2 separate regions of the Ovis aries genome follow, and region 1 is linked to region 2. A link is a contact called in public Hi-C data. All regions are on one chromosome and are shown on one strand. The core of a region is the stretch at or near the end of the contact, and the rest is flanking DNA. Distances in the headings are between cores, read along the strand shown.

The links. Hi-C and Micro-C count contacts between places; a contact is called where the count stands out from the background.
Region 1: a contact with region 2 is called in a Hi-C map of tail adipose tissue, with 2.2 times the contacts expected there. The contact joins the promoter of SLC16A14 here to the enhancer-like site in region 2. A contact is called at or near these places in 3 of 16 Hi-C or Micro-C datasets (omental adipose tissue, retroperitoneal adipose tissue and tail adipose tissue).

What each region holds. Positions count from the first base shown.
Region 1 is chr2:232,099,640-232,106,682 of ARS-UI_Ramb_v3.0, reverse strand. It overlaps SLC16A14 (solute carrier family 16 member 14), which reads left to right and starts at 5,626. Exons shown (of 6, transcript XM_042244357.2): 1 at 5,626-6,000.
Region 2 is chr2:232,042,192-232,048,958 of ARS-UI_Ramb_v3.0, reverse strand. All of the region lies in intron 3 of FBXO36 (F-box protein 36), which reads right to left. It overlaps LOC132659231 (a long non-coding RNA gene), which reads left to right. Exons shown (of 2, transcript XR_009599430.1): 2 at 1-1,770. Among named protein-coding and RNA genes, the nearest start is that of SLC16A14, 55 kb to the left of the region's middle. Within about 2 kb of position 2,893, at least 2 of the 54 cell types and tissues checked have an H3K27ac peak or open chromatin away from gene starts, as enhancers often do. A contact at or near this core is called in tail adipose tissue, where this site is marked.

The DNA of each region.
Region 1 (7,043 bases), core at 4,377-6,876, 55 kb before region 2:
GATATAAAATCAACACACAGAAATCCCTTGCATTCCTATACACGAATAATGAGAAAGTAGAAAAAGAAATTAAGGAAACAATTCCATTTACCATTGCAACGAAAAGAATAAAATACTTAGGAATATATCTACCTAAAGAAACTAAAGACCTATATATAGAAAACTATAAAACACTGATGAAAGAAATCAAAGAGGACACTAATAGATGGAGAAATATACCATGTTCATGGATCGGAAGAATCAATATAGTGAAAATGAGTATACTACCCAAAGCAATTTACAAATTCAATGCAATCCCTGTCAAGCTACCAGCCACATTTTTCACAGAACTAGAACAAATAATTTCAAGATTTGTATGGAAATACAAAAACCTCGAATAGCCAAAGCAATCTTGAGAAAGAAGAATGGAACGGGAGGAATCAACTTGCCTGACTTCAGGCTCTACTACAAAGCCACAGTCATCAAGACAGTATGGTACTGGCACAAAGACAGACATATAGATCAAAGGAACAAAACAGAAAGCCCAGAAATAAATCCACACACATATGGACACCTTATCTTTGACAAAGGAGGCAAGAATATACAATGGAGTAAAGACAATCTCTTTAACAAGTGGTGCTGGGAAAACTGGTCAACCACTTGTAAAAGAATGAAACTAGATCACTTTCTAACACCGTACACAAAAATAAACTCAAAATGGATTAAAGATCTAAATGTAAGATCAGAAACTATAAAACTCCTAGAGGAGAATATAGGCAAAACACTCTCAGAAATAAATCACAGCAGGATCCTCTATGATCCACCTCCCAGAATTCTGGAAATAAAAGCAAAAATAAACAAATGGGATCTAATTAAAATTAAAAGCTTCTGCACAACAAAGGAAACTATAAGCAAGGTGAAAAGACAGCCTTCTGAATGGGAGAAAATAATAGCAAATGAAGCAACTGACAAACAACTAATCTCAAAAATATACAAGCAACTTATGCAGCTCAACTCCAGAAAAATAAACGACCCAATCAAAAAATGGGCCAAAGAACTAAATAGACATTTCTCCAAAGAAGACATACGGATGGCTAACAAACACATGAAAAGATGCTCAACATCACTCATTATTAGAGAAATGCAAATCAAAACCACAATGAGGTACCACTTCACACCAGTCAGAATGGCTGCGATCCAAAAATCTGCAAGCAATAAATGCTGGAGAGGGTGTGGAGAAAAGGGAACCCTCCTACACTGTTGGTGGGAATGCAAACTAGTACAGCCACTATGGAGAACAGTGTGGAGATTCCTTAAAAAATTGCAAATAGAACTACCTTATGACCCAGCAATCCCACTGCTGGGCATACACACCGAGGAAACCAGAATTGAAAGAGACACATGTACCCCAATGTTCATTGCAGCACTGTTTATAATAGCCAGGACATGGAAACAACCTAGATGTCCATCAGCAGATGAATGGATAAGAAAGCTGTGGTACATACACACAATGGAGTATTACTCAGCCGTTAAAAAGAATTCATTTGAATCAGTTCTGATGAGATGGATGAAACTGGAGCCAATTATACAGAGTGAAGTAAGCCAGAAAGAAAAACACCAATACAGTATACTAACACATATATATGGAATTTAGGAAGATGGCAATGACGACCCTGTATGCAAGACAGGAATAAAGACACAGATGTGTATAACGGACTTTTGGACTCAGAGGGAGAGGGAGAGGGTGGGATGATTTGGGAGAATGGGAATTCTAACATGTATACTATCATGTAAGAACTGAATCGCCAGTCCATGTCTGACGTAAGGTGCAGCATGCTTGGGGCTGGTGCATGGGGATGACCCAGAGAGATGTTGTGGGGAGGGAGGTGGGAGGGGGGGTCATGTTTGGGAACGCATGTAAGAATTAAAGATTTTAAAATTAAAAAAATAAATAAATAATAAAATTTAAAAAAAAAGAAAATGAAAAAACAAACAAAAAGGAAGTGTACAATAAAAATACTGAACTTGAACTATCCCAAAACCATCCCTCCCCTTCTCTGGTCTGTAGAAAAATCGTCTTCCAGGAAAGTAGTCCCTGGTGCCAAGAAAGGTTGGGGAGCACTGGTTTTCCCTAAAACTTTCAATATTCTGTGCTAGAACTTCCTCAAAAGTTGATTTGCTCCCACTTTCTGTCTAATCCATACTATCAAGGCCCCAAAATTGAAGCACAGATTGTCCACAGCCTTAGTTCCACCCCAATTTTAACCATGATTTCTGAAAGCAGCTGAATAAATAATAAAAACTAAGAGGAAAGGCTTTTAGAAGCAGCACTTGAATCATTTTGTCTCCTTAAAGGACAAGGTTATTACTTGATACAATGAAGTTTAAAGTAAGATTACTATTGTGAAACGATATGTGATTTGCCTAGAACTCAAGAGATAATGTCAGGGTCTTCCACCTCAGATACATGAAAAGAGCTCAGCACTTGTCTTTCATGTTCTGATTTAGAATGGCTTTTTATTCATTTAACCCAGACACACCAATCTGTGACTCACAGATAGTAAGCGCCTGTGCTCCAGCCCTGCTCTCAACCTAGCTGTGTCAACAAAAGACTGCCAGACAGCTAACAGCAATGACACTTGTGAAGATGAAATGATTTCTTGGAAAAAGCCTTCTATGGGAATGAAATCAGTGTCCTGAAGAGGCAGCTGTAGTCCCGTGCTCACTGCAGCATTCTTCATGGTAACCAAAATATGGAGACAATCCAAGTAAGTGTCCACTGATGGAAAGTGTCCACTGATGGAATATTATTCAGCTATTAAAAAAGAAGGAAATCCTGCCCCTTGTGACAGGAGGAATCTCGAAGACACTGTGGCAAGTGTAATAAACTAGGCAGAGAAAGACAAAAGCTGTAGAATCTCACTCATGTAGAATCTAAAAAAAAAAAAAGAGTTGCGCTCATGGAAGCAGAGAGTAGAGCAGTGGTTGCCAGGGTCTCGTGGGTGAGAGAAATGTGGAAATGTTGGTGAGAAATCTATGGTGCAGCACGGTGACTATAGTTAACAATATGGTAATGTATGCTTAGGGCTTCCCTGGTGGCTCAGATGGTAAAGAATCTGCCTGCAATGAGGGAGACCTGGGTTTGATCCCTGGGTCAGGAAGATCCCTGGAGAAGGGAATGGCAACCCACTCCAGTATTCTTGACTGGAGAAATTCATGGACAGAGAAGCTTGGTGGGCTACAGTCCATGGGGATGCAAAGGGTCAGACAAGACTGAGCAACTAACACTTTCACTAAATGTATGCATGAAATCTGCTGAGAGAGTAGACAAAGCGTTCTCACCACCACCAAAAAATAAAAAAAAAACCTGACACATGAGGTGACAGATGGTTTTATTGACTTGATTGTGATGTGACAGTCATTTCACAATATATATGTGTATCAAATCATCACGTTGTACACTCTAAGTATATATAATTTATTTGTCAATTATACCTCAATAAAGCTGGAAGGGGAAAAAAAGAAAAGCTTTTTTTGGGTATTCTGGATGCAAAATACCCATGGTCCAGAGGAGAAGTTTCTCAGACAGCAGATGAGAGTTTGCCTGGGATTGTGTGTGTGGGGGGGGGGGGGGGGGGGGGGTGAGGTGGCTGGCTTTCAAAGGGCACAGAAAAATTTTGGAGTTATTTGATTGAGCTGATGGTTCCACAGACTTATGCTAAAACTCATCAAGTTGTACATTTAAATATATATAGTTCACGCTACATGAATTATACCTCAATAAATCTAAAATATTTCAGAGGGATAAAAAAAGACTTAGTCTTACAGAGAAAAAAAAAATCTTACATAGCTCTTTCCAAACAAGATGGATCATCTACACTTGAGGTATTTGCCAGAAACTCTATCTTGACTTGCTGTCAAAAGCCAGGTTGAAATGAATGGTATCTGAGAAGGTCAGCCCACAAGAATATTATCCATTTGCTCATGTTCTGATCAGCAAAAGGAAAACATATGAACCACATAAGCCTGGTACCTCATCAAAATGTTCTCACTTAACCACAATTTCTTGTAATGTTCTCAATTATTTTTAATCAAGGCTTGATATAAGAAGGAGCAATGTGAATATTTTTGTTTTGCAAAAAAAACAAGGAACTAGGAAGAAAGATGGAAATTTATGATAAGTAGAATTATAGTCCCTCAAAGATGTCCACTGGGTTCCCTGGTGGCTCAGATGGTAAAGAATCTGCCTGCAATGAGGGAGACCTGAGTTCGATCCCCGGGTCAGGAAGATCCCTAGAGAAGGGAATGGCAACCCACTCCAGTATTCTTGCCTGGAGAATCTCATGGACAGAGGGGCCTGGCAGGCTGCAGTTCCATAGGGTCACAAAGGGTCGGACAAAACTGAGCCACTAACACTTTCACTTTCAAAGATATCCACATCATAAACTCTGGACCCTGTAAATATGTTACCTTAAAGAGCAAAGGGGAATTAAGGTTGTAGGTGTCATTAAGAATGTTAATCAGCTGACCTTAAAATGGGGAGATTGTTTGGATTATCCAATAACCCAGTTACCCCGGGTAGGCCTAATGTAATCCCAAGAGCCCTTAAATGTGGAAGAGCAGAACAGAAGAGCCTGTGGGAGCTGCGACTGTGTAGAAAGGTACAGAATGATGCAGCCATTTCTGGCTTTGAAGACAGAAGAAGTGGCCGGGATCCAGGGAATGTGGGCCGACTCCAGAAGTCTGAGTTCTCCCCTAGGGCTGCCAGGAGGAACACAAACCTGCCAGCTCCTTGATTTTAGCGAAGATCCCTTTCAGACTTCTGACCCCCAGAATTATGAAATAGTAAGCTACTGCTTTCAGTCACGAAGATGGTGATGCTCTATTAGAACAGCAATAGAGAACAGAGCGTGTCCAGTGAAGTAAAATAGCACTGGTTTCATTTATTCACACATTCACTCAACAAATACTGAAAACTCTCCCTGGGCAAAGCATTGAGTTGGGTACCCTGTTGGGAACAAAGCAGGTACAGGTGGAAATGAAATCCATGGTGCCCACGAATGGAGGAACCAGACAATGGTCAGATACTGGAAAGAGGACAAGGAGAGGTACCACGCAGGATGAAGTGAGGTGAGCGAAAGTCTCTCAGTCCCGTCCGACTCTTTGTGATCGCATGGAATGTAGCCCGCCAGGCTCCTCTGTCCATGGAATTCTCCAAGCCAGAATACTGGAATGGGTTGCCTTTCCCTTCTTCAGGGGATCTTCCCAACCCAGGGATCAAACCCAGGTCTCCCACATTGCAGGCGGATTCTTAACCAGCTGAGCCACAAGGGAACCCACCACGCAGGCTTTGGTCGCGAACACTGCAGGGCCTGCCTGACTCTTCCACCTACAAGCTGCTATATTATGTGGCCCAGCCTTTAGTGAGGATTTTCTTTTTTTTTCTTCCCCCATCACTTCTCTCCTATCTCAGAGAAATAAAGAAGGTCTTTCTATTCCCACCTGCATGTTAGGTTTCAGGTCCTTTCCTCCAGTTATAAACGTGCCGAGAGCATTTGAAAACCTCAGTCAAAGCTGAAAACTACAACCCGCCACAAGAGTGTGCACGTGAGGTGACTGCATTTTTTTTTTTTTTCCTGCCAAACCAGAATTAGCCGGTATGGGAATGAACAAGCGTGGAGATTTGAAATTGCACGGATTGGAAGGAAGCTCAGGTTAGGTTCGGGCACCTCCAAACGCACCCCACCCCCTTTTTTTTTAAAGCCACATGGACTGAGGTCTCTATCTCCAAGCTCCCCAAGACGGAGCTGGCCGGGCAGCGAGAAGCAGAGGCGCCGGGAGCCCGCACTGCGCGCCGAGCCAGGCGGAGCGCCGAGCCGCGGGCGCAGGGAGCTCCGGGATGATCCGCGACATCGCCACAAATCTCTCCGCCCAACCCCTCCGGGGGCTCCGAGGAAGGCAGCGAGTTAGGAGATCAGGGCCGGGAGCCGAGTGAGGCCGCCGCCCGGCGGGCTGTGGGCGGTGAGTATGCCGGGCCGCGCTGCGCCGCGGGCCCGGGATGGAGAGGTGCCGGGGGCATCTTGGACTGCGGTGGCCGCTGCGCCCCGAGACGCCCGGGAAGCGGCGGCGCGGGCCCCCAGGCCGGATCGGGGAAGGGGCTTCGGGCGATCGAGGGCAGGGCTGCGCAGAGGCGCGGTAGTCCAGCTCAGGCCGCCCGCCTGGGGGCTCGGGAGCCGCGGCTGAGGTCACCTCGGGGCGGGCGGGCTAGCGCCGGGCCGGGGCGGAGCGTGGGGACGCGCGTCGCTCCCACCGCGGCCAGGGCCCCGCGCCCGTCGTCCAGGGCGCACGGCTCCCCTCCGCACTCCCACCCGACCCCGGAGGCGCCCTCGGCCCCGCTCCCAGCCTCCTCTCCCGACCCCCTTTAGGGACTCGAACTACAAGTGATGGGGCGCGGGGAGGAGGGGGCAGGGGAACCCGGGTCAGAGGACTTTCGGGGTTGCGGGAGGACTCCTGGGGCAGGCTGCAGGGATTGCGATCGGCCCCGCTTCCCAGCGGAGCTGGCGGGCTCCCAGCGTGTGGGGAGACACGGGATGGAGAGGGGGGTGAGGGGGTCTTGAGGTGCTGGGGAAGGCGGAGCACGGAGAGTCCCTCCCGAAGAGGGCGGCGATCGGGGGAGGCAGGCGGCGGGGAGGCCGGACCGCGGGGATCAGGCCCCTGGCGTGAGATTCGGGTCCCTCAGAGCGGTTCTGATCGAGGCCCCTCAGGAAGGGAAGGGGAGACAAAAATGAGGCGAGGGGCCGGGGGCAGCTTTGTCGGGACCGGACGGCGCTGAGGCCTCGGACGGCGTTTTCGGAGCTCAACTCTGCTTAACAATTGAGCCGTTTTCTTTCCACGGAAAAGCTGATCTAGGCTCATTAGCAAGGATGAGTGAGGGTTATTATTGGACACTGGAAAGGTTCCTTTTCGCTTTGCCTGTGATGTGTATGTGTATGTGTATGAGACAGTCAGTCAGTTAGTTATTCTCCATTCACTAGTGATGGTGGGTAAAATAGGCTTTGGAATTC
Region 2 (6,767 bases), core at 1,644-4,143:
TAGCTACTAAACCACCAACCAGCACAAATTCCAAGGTTGCAAAGTTGGTTCAGCAGAAATGCTGTTGCTGTTGCTTAGTCACTCAGTCATGTTCAACTCTTTGCGACGCTATGGACTGTAGCCCACCAGGCTCTTCTGACCAGCGGATTTTCCAGGCAAGAATACTAGAGTGGGTTACCATTTCCTTCTCCAGAGGGTACTCCCCATGCAGGGAATGAACCCAGGGACCTCCTGAGGCTCCTGCATTGCTGGCGGATTCTTTACCACTGAGCCACTGGAGAAGCCCTGTCATTAGAAATGACTCAGAGGTAAATATTCTAAAGATGTATTAAAAAGGAATCTGAGCTATCACAAGTGTACAGTAACATAGCAGGAAGGATGGGGCTTCCCTGGTAGCTCAGATAGTAAAGAATCCGCCTGCAATGCAGGAGACCCAGGTTTGATCCCTGGGTTGGGAAGATCCTTTGGAGAAGGAAATGGTAACCCACTCCAGTATTCTTGTCTGGGAAACCCCACGGACAGAGGAGCCTGGTGGGCTACAGTCCATTGAGTCTCAAAGGGTTGGACACAATTGAGCAACTAAGCACAACACACACAGAAGGACAGTGGCATGCTCTGAGGCGTGAGGACCTTTCCTGCCTTACTGCTCACGGGTGCTCCCATGTGACCTGAGGAAAATTCTTTCAAGGCCATGGCCTGTCATTGTGGGACCTACCTGCTGCAGCTCTTGTTTCACTGAGTGAAAAAACACATTCGCATACTTAACTCCATCTTATAAGAGAGAATATTTTCCTGTGTTCTTCAGGTACCAAGGTAGACAAGGTAACCAGCAAACACAGTTGATTTGAGCACTGGCCCTGACACTTAATGATTAAGTCCTCCTGGGCATTCTACTTACTGCTCTAAGCCTGTCTCCACATCCGATCTTGCATTTGCTCATCTAAGGAGCAGAATAAAGTGATTTAAGCACACTGGCCACTGAGTAAGGCTGCCTGGGCGCAGCACTAGACTCCACTGCGCATTACTTGTGTGCTTTATCTGAGTCTCTATTTCTGCCTTGATAATCAAGACTGGGTGGTCTCTACCCAACCATCCCACAGCTCTGTTTGAGGACTGCACTGGATTATGTACATCCAATGCTTAGCACATAGTAGGTATTCAATAAGTGGTACTTATTGTGACTACATGGAAATGATGTTAAACTTTTAGTGCTGTGACAATTACTAGGGGTGACACAGGTAAAGTACACGGAAAGATGTAATTGATGGGGAGGAAAGGGAGACGGAACAGATGCTACCTCATCCACTTCTGATAAGACACCGGGAAGAAAGTTCCCACGGGCACCTAGCTACTGGGGGGCCAGTTCAGTCACCAGGGTTGGGAGTCTGGGGAGGTCCAGCACCAGGATTGAGAGCTCCCCCCACCATGTGACAGCTGTCTGAAGGTGAACTGACCCTGCGCCTGACTGATGTCGGACCCACCTGGTGTGTGGACCCAACTGGTCATACCAGCTGCCACTACCCACCCCATCCATGGCTTCAGGAGGCCAAGCAGTCCACTCTCACCACCCTTGGCCTGGCCTGCTTTGTTCCCACGCATTCTGCTTTCTTTCTGGAGAAGGGGAAAAGCATGTAAGCATTATCTCTGTTCATGATACTGTTATACCCACTTTGGAGCAGAAAGCAGGCTATCGTCTTTACTTTCATACTTCATGCTGGTCTCAACATATTTCAATAAAGGAAAAGAGTGAACTACAAACAGAAATGAATAGAATAATAGGGCATCATCATTTAAGACCCTTTCTGCATAAATATTAAAGGCAAAAACTATTATATTCACATCATGAACGTTACTGTCAAACAGCAATACTGAATCTTATGATACTGACAACCCTCCAGACATTTTGATGTTAGGCAGGTCGTTCATTGTTTTAATCCCACCTTCAACAGCCCTTCAAGGTCCAGTTTCTCTACTCAGATTACAACATATTCTAAATATAAACAATAAAGGGAAACTCTTAAAAAGATTTCTTAGTATTAAAAAAAAACAAACATATCTGAACCTCTTTTTAAAAATATGAACTCTAGATGATTATTTCTTTCCCAGCACAATACATTTCAGGGTGTCAGTGTATCTTATATAACAGAAATTATGGGAGAAAATGATGAGGTTTTGGGGGGAAAGGAAGGAATTCTTGGAGCTGAAATTTCCACCAGTGTAACTTCATTTATGGATCATTGTATTTCATAAGGAAAATATTTAGTTTTATTTTGCATTACAAGTTGGTCCACAAAATACCCCCAGCCAGGACTCACAAACCCTAGGGCTCTTTTGCTTGATACATCTCAGGGTGCAAAACACAAAATACCCATCTTGACTGAGTCTAGCCACTTGGATCCAAAACTTAGCTGATCGTGGATTTAGCTCCCCCTGGTGGTGGTGCATGAACTTAACATACATGAACTATGCAGACGTTCTAAGGGATCCTTGAGTTCAGTCCAGTTCAGTTCAGCCACTCAGTCGCCTCTGACTCTTTGTGACCCCATGGACTGCAGCACGCCAGGCCTCCCTGTACATCACCAACTCCCAGAGTTTACTCAAACTCATGTCCACTGAGTCAGTGATGCCATCCAGCCATCTCATCCTCTGTCGTCCCCTTCTCCTCCTGCCTTCAATCTTTCCCAGCATCAGGGTCTTTTCAAATGAGTCAGTTCTTCGCATCAGGGATCCTAGGACTTATCTATTAATAGCTAAAATCTTTCCTTTTACAATGTGAAAGTTAAGGCTGAGAGGGGATAAGGGTGTGACTGCCCAGGGTTCATGGTGGGGAGTCACTGAGTGAAGAACAGAACCCAGCTCTCTGGCCTCAAGCTGATTTCAACACCCACACTCTCTGTACACAGTGGAGATGTCAAAATAACCCCGTTGTGGCTTGCCTGCTTGGCCAGACCTGGGACTCACAGTCATAGAGAATTTGGGACCATGAGGAAAAATCTGCTCTCCATAGGCCAAAACGTGACAGAGGAGAGACTTTCTTCCTCAGCGGGTTTCATGGGGGCCTGTTCCTGAGTTCCAGACAAGACAAATATGTCCATTTGCTGGTCACGGTCATACCCACCTCCTCCCATCTGGACCTCAGCAGCCCCCAGGAAGGTCCCACATGGCAGCCTCACCTCAGTGAGCCCACCACAACCCCAGGGCTGGCCCTCGGTGTGACGTTCTGGTGTCCCAAGACACAGGATCCACCTTTCAAGGGCGTGCTCATCTGAGCCAAGTTCCAATAAAGAGGAGGGGCTTCCCTGGTGGCTCAGATGGTTAAGAATCCACCTGCCAATGCAGGAGATGCAGGCTCGATTCCTGGGTCGGGAAGAGCCCCTGGAGGAGGAAATGGCAACCCACTCCAGTATTCCTGCCTGGAGAATCCCAAGGACAGAGGAGCCTGGCAGGCTATAGTCCACAGGGTCACAAAGAGCCGGACACGACTGAAGCGACTTAGCGCACAGGATGCAGAGTGACTGTGTTGGTTTACCCAGAGAAATACACCCTTCCAGCTCACCAGACCTTTAGATGCTCATCCCTGGAGGCTCCATGGTTTAGTCAACATGAAATCAGAGCAAGACCAGGCAGCCAGATGGCCCTCATCACTGGTGGCATTAAGTGGGATAAGTGGAAACTTACAGACTTGGCTGTGGGCTAGCACCACGGGCTCTCCCAGGCTCGGACTCCTGCCCACCAGAGTCCCCACACCCTCTGTGTCTCTCATGTGTCTTTATGCTTCCAAGGCAAACTCAATTTTGCAGAGTCTGGTCTGGCCATAGTCTGGGGAGTTATTTATAAATAGCAGAGGGAAAACCACTTGAATGTCTATCATTAGGGATCTGGTTTTAAAAATTACAACTTGTCCATATAACAATAACTTAAATCACTTTTCTAAATTGAAGATTTAGATGTAGACATGAAAGAGATCTAAAATATGTTTTAGATAAAAACACGGACAGAGCACAATGTATAAAGTGCTACCATATGCTTTTATGCTTTTTAAAAGAGTGTGTATATATAGATGTTTATATGCTCACACACCACACACACACACACACACACTTACATGTGCATAGACTCTCTGGAAGGACATACAAGACACGGGAAATATGATTGTTGCTGGAGATGAGAATTAGAGGAATGAGGATCAAGAATGGGAGGGAAATTTACTTTTTACTACACATTAAAAGACATCATTTTTTATTCAATTGTCAACCTGGTTATTGCAATGCAAATCAATTTTCTTTTTCAAAAATAAAACAAAATTGACATAACACAAAACCCAAACAAGGGAGGGGACATTCAGGAGTTAAGAGTGGTGGGTCAGAAGGGAGGACATTCCTTCAAAAGAAAGTGTTAGTCGCTCAGTCATGGACTCTGCGACTCCTATGGACTGTAGCGCACCAGGCTCCTCTGTCCATGGGATTCTCCAGGCAAGAATACTGGAGTGAGTTGGCATTTGTTTCTCCAGGGGATCTTCCTGACCCAGGGATTGAACCCGGGCCTCCTGCTTTGCAGGCAGGTTCTATACTGTCTGAGCTGAAGGGAACAACGTAAGAAAGGCCTAGGGGCGCAGAGAGCTGAGCACACAGGATAGCGCACGGTCTGCCTTGCTGGGGCTGTGGGCGGGAACCGGGGCTGGGACACAGTGGCTTGAAGTGCCAGCCAAGACTATGGATCCCATTCTGAAAATGATGGACATAGCTAAGGGTCACTGAGCAGGGCAGTGACATGACCAGCGTGTATTTTAGAAAGCCACCTTCAGCCCCCACAAAAGGTTTAGCCAATGAATCAGTGAGCAAGCCACCAGGAAGAAACCCACCAGAGAATCCTGGAAGTGGAGATGGGTCAGGGAGTGGGAGGCCTCATCCTTTGGATGTGACAACCAAGAGGTTACTGTGAATGAGGCCAGAGATATTAGGAGGCGTGGACAGAGGGGAGATGAGAGAGGAGGGATAGGCAGACAGAAGACCCGGGATTCCCAGAATTCTGGATAAGATCAGTGAAATTTTTAGAAATCAAACCAAACAACAATTAAGAACCAAAAGATTGCTCACTTTGTAATTCGCCAAGTAAGGGTAATTCGCTAAAATTATCATGTTTTAATACCATTGTTTTATAAAAGAAGGGATATTTTAAATCTCCCTCCAGTAGGAAGGGCTGACCTCTGTTAAAGAATGGTCATTCATATGTAACAAATTTATATTATCACCTGTCTCTGTGTGTGTGTGTGTGTGCAGTCACTCACTCATGTCTGACTCTTTGCGACCCTGTGGACTATAGTCCCTCCAGACTCCCCTGTTCATGGTATTTCCCAGACAAGAATACTGCAGTGGGTTGCCATTTCTTCCTCCAGGGGATCTTCCCAATCCAGGGATCAAATTCACATCCCTTGCATCTTCTGCATTGGAGGGTGGATTCTTCACAGTGTCACCAGGACACACCCTTACTGTTCCCATTTTCTCAGGGATTATAAAATCTCAGTCCGCTGAATGATGCTGGTTTGCTGAGTGTGAACCGACATGTAAATCCTTTTTTTTTCCCCCAAACAAGGAAGGAAAGAGATTGAATAAGAATAGAGCCAAGAGGACTTCCCATGTGGTCTAGTGGTTGGTGACTGAGAATCTGCACTTCCACTTTGTGCGTGCTAAGTTGCTTCAGTCGTGTCCGACTCTGTGCGACCCTAAGGACTGTAGCACACCAGGCTTCTCTCTGTCCATGCGATTCTCCAGGCAAGAATACTGGAGTGGGTTGCCATTTCCTCCTCCAGGGGATCTTACCAACCCAGGGATCAAGGCATATAAATTCAATCCAGGGTTGGGGAAGTTCCATATGCTGTGCAGTGTTGGAAGACAAAAAAATTTTTAATAAGAATATAGTCAAGAGTTTTTTTTATGAAAGATGAGGCTGATTTGAGAAAAATCAATATACTGAGAGGAAAAAACAATTGAAAGATTTAGAAATAAGAACTAAATGTAACGTAGTATCCCAGATTGGATTGTGAAACACTGAAAGGACGTTGGTGGAAAAAGTGATGAAATATAAATCAAGTTTGTGGTTTCGTTAATAGTATTGTAGCAACATTAGCTGCCAAGTTTTGATAAATGTCCCGGGTTAGGGGAAGCTGGGTGAAGGTCATATTCAAACCTTTTGCATTATCTTTATGACTCTTTTATAAATCTAAAATTTTTATAAATAAAAAGCAAAAATGCACGTAACAACAAGTACACAGAGGAAAAAGGGCTTCCCTGGTGGCTCAGTAGTCAAGAATCTGCCTGCCGCTGCAGGAGACACGGGTTCCATCCCTGATTTGGGAAGATCCTACCTGCCGCAGAGCAACTCAGCCCGTGGGCCACAACTATTGAGCCTGTGCCCTAGAGTCTGGGAGCCACAACTACTGAGTCCACACTCCACAACTACTGAAGCCCGTGCACCCTAGAGCCCTCACTCCGCAATAAGAGAAGCCCTCCCAGCTCAACTAGAGAGTAGCCCCTGCTCGCTGCAGCTAGAGAAAAAAGTCCGAGTGCAGAACAAAGACCCAGCACAGTCAAAAGAAATAAATAATTTTTTTTTTTCAAAAGAAAGAAAAAGCAGATAAGTGACAACCTGAAATCCCTCCAGCTAGACCTTGGCACCAGATGGCAGGTGGCACTGACCTGGAAGAAGAAGGAGCCCTCCCTTCCTGGGACCACAGGAAAGGGTGGGATAGGGACATGAATAATTTGCCA